Linked DNA regions of Callithrix jacchus: region 1 is linked to region 2. Evidence: chromatin contacts called from public Hi-C data. All regions are on one chromosome and are shown on one strand. The core of a region is the stretch at or near the end of the contact, and the rest is flanking DNA. Distances in the headings are between cores, read along the strand shown.

Evidence for each region. Hi-C and Micro-C count contacts between places; a contact is called where the count stands out from the background.
Region 1: a Hi-C map of skeletal muscle shows a contact between it and region 2, with 7 times the contacts expected there. The contact joins two enhancer-like sites. A contact is called at or near these places in 3 of 3 Hi-C or Micro-C datasets (induced pluripotent stem cells and skeletal muscle).

What each region holds. Positions count from the first base shown.
Region 1 is chr5:115,560,132-115,563,877 of calJac240_pri, reverse strand. No RefSeq gene overlaps it. Among named protein-coding and RNA genes, the nearest start is that of ANKRD40CL, 16 kb to the left of the region's middle. Within about 2 kb of position 1,542, at least 5 of the 16 cell types and tissues checked have an H3K27ac peak or open chromatin away from gene starts, as enhancers often do. A contact at or near this core is called in skeletal muscle, where this site is marked.
Region 2 is chr5:115,401,110-115,404,926 of calJac240_pri, reverse strand. No RefSeq gene overlaps it. Among named protein-coding and RNA genes, the nearest start is that of TOB1, 85 kb to the left of the region's middle. Within about 2 kb of position 1,311, at least 5 of the 16 cell types and tissues checked have an H3K27ac peak or open chromatin away from gene starts, as enhancers often do. A contact at or near this core is called in skeletal muscle, where this site is marked.

The DNA of each region.
Region 1 (3,746 bases), core at 293-2,792, 160 kb before region 2:
CAAGCCACACCAGCATGTCTCCTTACATGCAGAGACATGAGGGTGTTCTGGGAGATGGGTACCTCGGTGCCTTCACCAGGAAGCAGGCCCCTCTGCTCCCTGAGCTCCGAGGTGCCCCTACTGCAGCCGAGACAACGGGGCTGGGGTGGAGAGAAGAGAGCCATCACGTGGTCAGCGTTTTTACTAAGGCTGGGACCTCAACTCTGAAGCTCAGTATCCAGGACCTAGCTCCGCTGGCTTCTTTCTTCATTTCTTCCGAGACATTCCTGCCCCAAAGACATGCTTGCTGCTGTCTGCATTGGGGCAGGGCAATGCGGCGTGCTTGGGAAAGAAGCCTGGGTAACACCTCCAAATAGCAGCTTGCCACACCTTTTGCCCTGTTTTCAGGGTACTCCGAGTACTGACTGACTCATGCCCACCCCTCAGCACCCTAGGGAAGCTTGTGTTCCCAGCAGTGAGTAGAGCAGAGCCACAGGTGGTGGAAGACGTTTTCTGAGGGTTGGTACTCAGCCCCTTCTGGGAGGGGAGACGATCCTGGCTGTGAACAATAGAAAACAACCCTGGTTGACTACAGCCCAAAAAGAATCTTCTGGAAGGATGATGGGTGGTTCATAGAATCACAGGGTAAACAGGAGAACCAGCCTCACATATTGGGCAGGAACCCAGAAGACTGGGAGGCAGAGCCACAGGGAGGGACTCATGAGGACAACCGGGCCAACCTTACGACCACCACTGCCCTTTGATGGTGGGAGCTCGGACCCCAGCATTAGGGGAGCGACACCTCAGTGGTCTCAGCTTCTCAATGACCCTCAATCAGTGTTCAAGTCCTGGGCAGGATGAACCAAGGCTGAGTGCCCAAGCACTCCCTGCAGAAATTCGATCTTTGGCCCCCTCACGCTTCCATAGGGGGAACGCAGCCTCCATCTGGTCTTGAGATTTATATCCTCCCCTCTGAATGGGTATTTGGATGACAAGCAACCAAAATCAGCGCATGCACACATCTCTCTAATTTCCCTGAATTTGCATTTGCCAAGAGGCAGTTTCAAACCTGCCTCATTTGAGCAGTCTGATCCTCACAGTGCTGTTTGTTTATGGCACTCAGAGAGCTTGCCAAACGCAGTGAAGTCATCTGAGCAGCCTGAGCGCTTCCAGATAAACACACGGGCCTTCCTTCCACGGCCCCCGTCGTAGCTAATGTGTACTGAACAGTGGGCCAGGCGTTGAGCTCGGCGCTCTACCTGGAGGGTTGCCTTAGCCTTACCCCCATTTTTCCACGGGGCAGACTGGGGCCCAGTGGTTTAGTAGCTTTCCCCAGTTCACGCAGGTCAAGATGGGAAGCACAGGGACTTGAACCCACACAGCCTGTCGGGCCCTGCTCCCTGGTGATCTAATGGAGACAGATGTTAAACCAGTAACCATGGGATTATGTACATGATTGCAAGGAGCGCTGGAAAGCGAAAGAACTGGGTGGGAGGAGGAAGGATAACAGAGGAGACAATCCATAGCGGTGGGGGTTGGGGGCCCGGGAAGGCCTCTGGAAGAACACTGAAGCTGTGATCCAAATGATGGATTTAGCCAGGCGAAGAGCGAGGGGAAAGAGGCAGTGGAAAGTACCAGACCTCTGAGGCAGGAAAGAGGGGAATGTGTTCGAGGGATGGGAGCAAGGGCCAGTGCTGCAGGAGCAGAGAGGGCTGGGGATCCCTGGGTGGGGGGCGAGGCAGGGCCAGGCTGGGCCTTGCTGCTCCTCAGCTCCGATCACCTCATCTCCTCTCACTGACCCTCACACGTCCTCTGAGCTCCGACCTCATAGCACAGTCAGAGCCAACCTCCTCTCCCCATCTCCGCTGCGGCCACCCTGGTCTAATTATTGCAATGTCTCCTCCCATTCCCATGGGGCTTCCTGCTTCCACACCGCCCCCATATCTCTTCTTTCTCAGCAATGAAGTGATCCTTTCCGCATGGAAGTCAGAGCTTGCCAAGCCTCTGCTTCTCATTTTGCTTAGAGGAAATGCCGAAGTCTTGCACTGTCTACAAAGCCCTCCACAATCTGGGTCCTGGGAGCTCCTGCAGCAGGGTCCCCTGTCTCACTTGGCCGCAGCCCCACCAGCTCTGCGGCCCTGTGCTCCTGCTCAAGGACACCAAGCAAGCCCCTATCTGGAAGGAGGGCCTTTGCACTGCCCGTTCCCTTGGCCTGGAATGTTCTTTCCTCACATAGCCATGGGCCTCTCACCCTCCAGCAGGCCTGCCCCTGCACATTCTCATAGTGGAGCTCAGGGCATACAGCAGATGGAGATGTGAAGCCCTCTGCCCGCCTCTGGTCTGCTGCTGGCCACAGCAAGCATATGGCTGAGCCCAGAGTCTGAGTGAGAGGGCACCGGGACAGGAGATGACACGGTGAAGACAGGGGGAATAAGCCCTGGGGCCCTCGCACACTTGACAGCCCCTTTATCTGAGCTCCAAATACTATGCCCCCTCCTGCACGGGGACCTGCCATCAGTAACTCTCTCCATCAGCCACCATCCCGTTTTCATGCAGCAAACGTGTGGCACACTCACAATGTGCAGACCCTGTTCTAGACGCTGTGAAGCAGCTGCATGCAAAGTAGACAGTCTCTGACCTTTTAGAGGTTTTCTTTTTTCTTTTTTTTTTTGAGACAGAGTCTCTTTATCACCCAGGCTGGAGTGCAGTAGTGCGATCTAGGCTCACTGCAACCTCTGCCTCCTTGGTTCAAGAAATTCTCCTGCCTCAGTCTCCTGAGTAGCTGGGATTATAGGTGCCCACCACCATGCCTGGCTACTTTTCATATTTTTAGTAGAGATGGGGTTTCACCATGTTGGCCAGGCTGCTCTCGAACTCCTGACCTCAGGTGATCTGCCCACCTTGGCCTTCCAAAGTGCTGGGATTTCACATATGAGCCACCATGCCTGGGTCTTTTAGAGCTTTTATTTATTTATTTTTGGAGACAGAGTTTCACACTGTCAACCAGGCTGGAGTGCAGTGGCAGGATCTTGGCTCACTGCAACCTCGGCCCCCCAGATTCAAGTGATTCTCCTGTCTTAGTCTCTTGAGTAGCTGGGACTAGGCGCACGCCATCATACCTGGCTAATTTTTTTTGTACTTTAGTAAAGATGGGGTTTCACTGCATTGCCCAGGCTGGTTTCGAACTCTTGAGCCCAGGCAATTCTCCCGCCTTGGCCTCCCAAATTGCTAGGATTATAGGCATGAGTCACCACGTCCAGCCTAGAGCTTTTATTTTGTTTTCAAGATAGAGTCTTGTTCTGTCGCCGAGGCTGGAGTGCAGGGGCGCAATATCAGCTCACTGCCACCTCTGCCTCCTGGGTTCAAGAGATTCTCCTGGGTCAGCCTCCCAAGTAGATGGGATTACAGGCACCTGGCACCACATCTGGCTACTTTTTGTAACTTTAATAGAAAGAAGATTTGTCAGTGCATTGGAGGAAAGGGAGGCAGGAGTCAAGAATGACTGACAGTACTTTTTTTGAAATGGAGTCTCACTTTGTCACCCAGGCTGAAATACAGTGGCACAATCTCAGCTCCCAGGTTCAGGTGATTCTCCTGCCTCAGCCTCCTGAGTAGCTGGATTACAGGTGTGTGCCACCATGCCTGGCTAATTTTTTGTATTTTTAGTAGAGATGGGGTTTCACCATGTTGGCCAGGCTGATCTCAAACTCCTGACTTAGGGGATTCATCCTCCTTGGCTTCCCAAAGTGCTGGATTACAGGTGTGAG
Region 2 (3,817 bases), core at 62-2,561:
CATCAAATTCCCCAGGCTTGAGAATGGTGAGCACTTCTATTAGGCACCCCTTGCTCCAGGTCTATGCCCACTCCCCTGTGCCCACAGAAGCCCTGTAGTCCATGCTGGCTCTGGCTCATGTGGGTGTCCTGACTGCAGTAAGGCCGATGCGGCAAGGGTCCCTTTACTCTGCACTCCAGCTCCCCACCCCAGCCGGGGCAGCCTCAAACCTCCCACCCCCTTGCTGTGCCATGTATCACGTGGCTGGGATCATGCCCTTCCACCTTCTCCATCAAGAGGATCCGACAGCATCTTGCAGCTAACATTGGGGCATGGGAGTGAGGGCAACAAACATGATACTCACTCTTATGCCCTAATGTTTAGAATCATGGGGCAGAAAAGCATCCCAGAACTCATCTAGCCCAACTGTCATTTTACAGAAAGCAGGACAGAGAGAAATGAACAGCCTAAAACTCATGTCTACTCAGGTCAGCTGGGACAGGGGTCTGGTTTCCCAGTGTGGAGCCCACAGGGTCTGGATGTGCTGGAACTTGGCACGTCCCCCTGAGTTAGCTGCAGAGGTGGCGTGTGGGAGAGGAGGCTGGAGAATAGGTTTGGAGGTTTTGTCCAGGCACACAGATTCTCTCTCCCTAATCCTGAGCCCCTCCTTTTCTCCCTTTGAGCAGTAGTTATAAAATCCAGGAAATAAATGTGGATTGATGGCCTAAAAAGGGCTTAGTTAGTGCTGTGACCTGCTGAGTTACGTAACTGCTATTTATTACCAGCCTTGGATGAAGTTTCCATTGAAGCAACTCACTAAGCTGATTCTATGACATTTCCCTCAGCCTTGTTCAGAAGCAGCAGCCACAGAAATTCTTCTGAAACTTCAAAGACTAGAAATTGGTGGCATGAATGCTTTTAAAGATTCCCTTCTTTCATCTTTTTTTTTTTTGAGATGGAGCCTTGCTCTGTCACCCAGGCTGGAGTGCGGTGGCGTGATCTTGGCTCATCGCGACCTCCATCTTCCAGGTTCAGGTGATCCTCCTGCCTCAGCCTTCCAGAGTAGCTGGGATTATAGACATGCATGACCACGCCCGCCTAATTTTTGTATTTTTAGTAGAGATGGGGTTTCACCATGTTGGCCAGGCTGGTCTTGAACTGCTGACCTCAGGTGATCCTCCTGCCTTGGAGTCCCAAAGTCCTGGGATTACAGGCATGAGCCACCGCGCCCAGCCCCTTCTTTCATCCTTGGAGCCAATGTTTCTCTCATCCATATCAACCCTGTTCACCTCAGCAACAGTCCCAGGCTCTAGGTCCTCAGGTCCCTGGGCTAGGTGGGGGCTGAGAGAAGTTGTATTCCTGCCTCTGGCAAAGGAAATGGGTTGAGAAGAACCCAGGGTATGAGAATCTGGAGCTGCCAGTGGAAAATGCACTGAATGAAGTCAAGATTCTAGTCCAACCTCTGCTGCCACTGTTGGTCTCAGCTGGCTTATTAGTAAAGTGAACTGCTTCCCTCAGCTGTACAACTTGACCTTCCCTAGTGCAGCACCCTCCTTGGTCTGGCTTGCTGTCATGCTGGGGTCACCAGCCCAGTGAGGATGAAGGGGAGGGCTGAGGGACTGGCAGGCTCTGGGGTGCTGGCAAGTAAAAGGGAGGAAGGTTAACACCAACATGGCGCCACCGTGTGTTCAAAAGGGAGCAGAGCTGGGCCTCTCCCCAGCAAGGCAGCTTTCCTCTCCCCAGCCCCTTTCCTGCTCTGGGAGGGGTGGTGGTGGTGGGAAGCCAAGGATCCTCCCTAATTCAGCTTCACCTCTCAGCCACTCACTTTAGTTGCCAAAGGAGCCCTTGGGAGAAGAAGCTCCCTGAAGGCTCTAATGCCATCCTAAAGTAGATTTTTGGAGGCTTCCAAAAGGTTCAAGAAGGAAAAGACCCAAAGGAAGTCCAGGACCCGGAGAATGCAATGGTGTCTCTCTTCCTAATTAAGACACATTCCTCTCATTCATGGATGTGCTTCCTTGAGGCCTCGGGACAAACTGGTGCATCAAACAAGGCCGTTGGTACCAAGTGGTGCAGGCTGCATGATTCCCTCCATTAAGGATCTGGGCGCGTTGTGAACATTGTGATCTGGCTGGGCATGAAGGCTGCTAGTCCGCACAACCCTAGCTGCATTGGAAGAGACAGCCCACCCTCAAAGGATGTCACCTTCACCACAGCCTTACAGGGCATCCAAGCCAAGTCTGTGCTTGTCACCAAAGACAACTGGGGACCCAAAGAGATGAAATGACTTTTGATGGAGGAGTGGTAGGGAGGGACTAGAATCTAGTTTTTTCTTCTTCTTTTTAAAATAGGTCTTGCTATGTTGCCCAGGCAGGTCTCAAACAATTTAAGCAATCCTCCTGCCTTGGCCTCCCAAAGTGCTGGATTACAGGCATGAGGTACCATGCCTGGCCTTTTTACTTATTATTTTATTTTTTTAGAGATGGGATCTTGCTCTGTTGCCCAGGCTGGAGTACAGTGGCGTGATTTTGGTTCACTGCAGCCTCAACTTCCTGGGCTCAAACAATCCTCCCATTTCAGCCTGCTGAGTAGCTGAAACTACAGGTGTGTGACACTATGCCTGGCAAATTTAATATTTTTTTTTTAATAGATGGGGGTCTCACTTTTTTGCCCAAGCTGGTCTTGAACTCCTGAGCTCAAGCGATCCTCCTGCTCAGCCTCCCAAAGTGCTGGGATTATAGGCATGAGCCAGCCACTGAGCCTGGCCCCAAAATCTACCATCCTTTATCATGATGTGGTTTTTGAGATGCTGACTTCCAGCTCACATCGTAACACCCCAGAGGAGTCTTTGGGAAGAAACAGCTGTCAGTGTGGGGTCCCAGAAACATGGCATTAATATGGGTGGGAAGGTCTGATAAACCCTCAATCGAGTAAAGCCTAGGACTGGGTCTTTAAATCAGCCAAGGCCTGCCTAGAGGCATCTGCCCAGTTTCTGCTCTCTAACTAGGCTCCTTTAGGAAGGATAAATGTTTGAGATGTCTCTAAGAATCACATGCCACATTTTGCTCCTTATGAATAGCCCCAGGCAAACCCTCCAAGATAGAAATGTAGACGGCCTACAGAGTAAAAGCCTGCTTGCTGAGAAGCAAACCAGGCCAAAATGCAGCAATGGGCAAATAGTTGAAAATGCTCTCCTGGATCTGGAACTCAAACTGTCAGGGCTGGCCAAAGGCAGAGGAAAGTCAGCCTGATGAGAAAGAACAGCAGGAAAAGAAATCAAGGCCTCCATGGGAGAAGGATGGAGGTATCTGTTAACTGTTGAGTAATACTTCTTTACATGATCTCATTGGTTCTTTCCGACAATGCTGTGATTAATAGACCATTATGACTGATGAGGAAATTTGGCTGGGCGAGGTGGCTCACGCCTGTAATCCCAGCACTTTGGGAGGCTGAAGCAGGTGGATCACCTGAGGTCAGGTGTTTGAAACCAGCTTGGCCAACATGGTGAAATCTTGTCTCTACGAAAAATACAAAAATTAGCCGGGCATGGTGGTGGGCACCTGTAATCCAAGCTACTTGGGAGGCTTGAGGCAGGAGAATCGGTTGAACCTGGGAGGCAGAGGTTGCAGTGAGCTGAGATCGTGCCATTGCATACTAGCCTGGCAACAAGAGCAAAACTCCATCTCAAAAAAAAAAAGACCTATGAGGAAATTCAAGTTTCTGAGACACCATTCCACTTTCTTTGGGTATCTCTGCACCTGAGACGTCCTGCAAAAATTTTAATCCCACTTCATATAAAAGCCATGTTTTGGGAACCTCAAGGTGACAGCCCTTTCTTCCA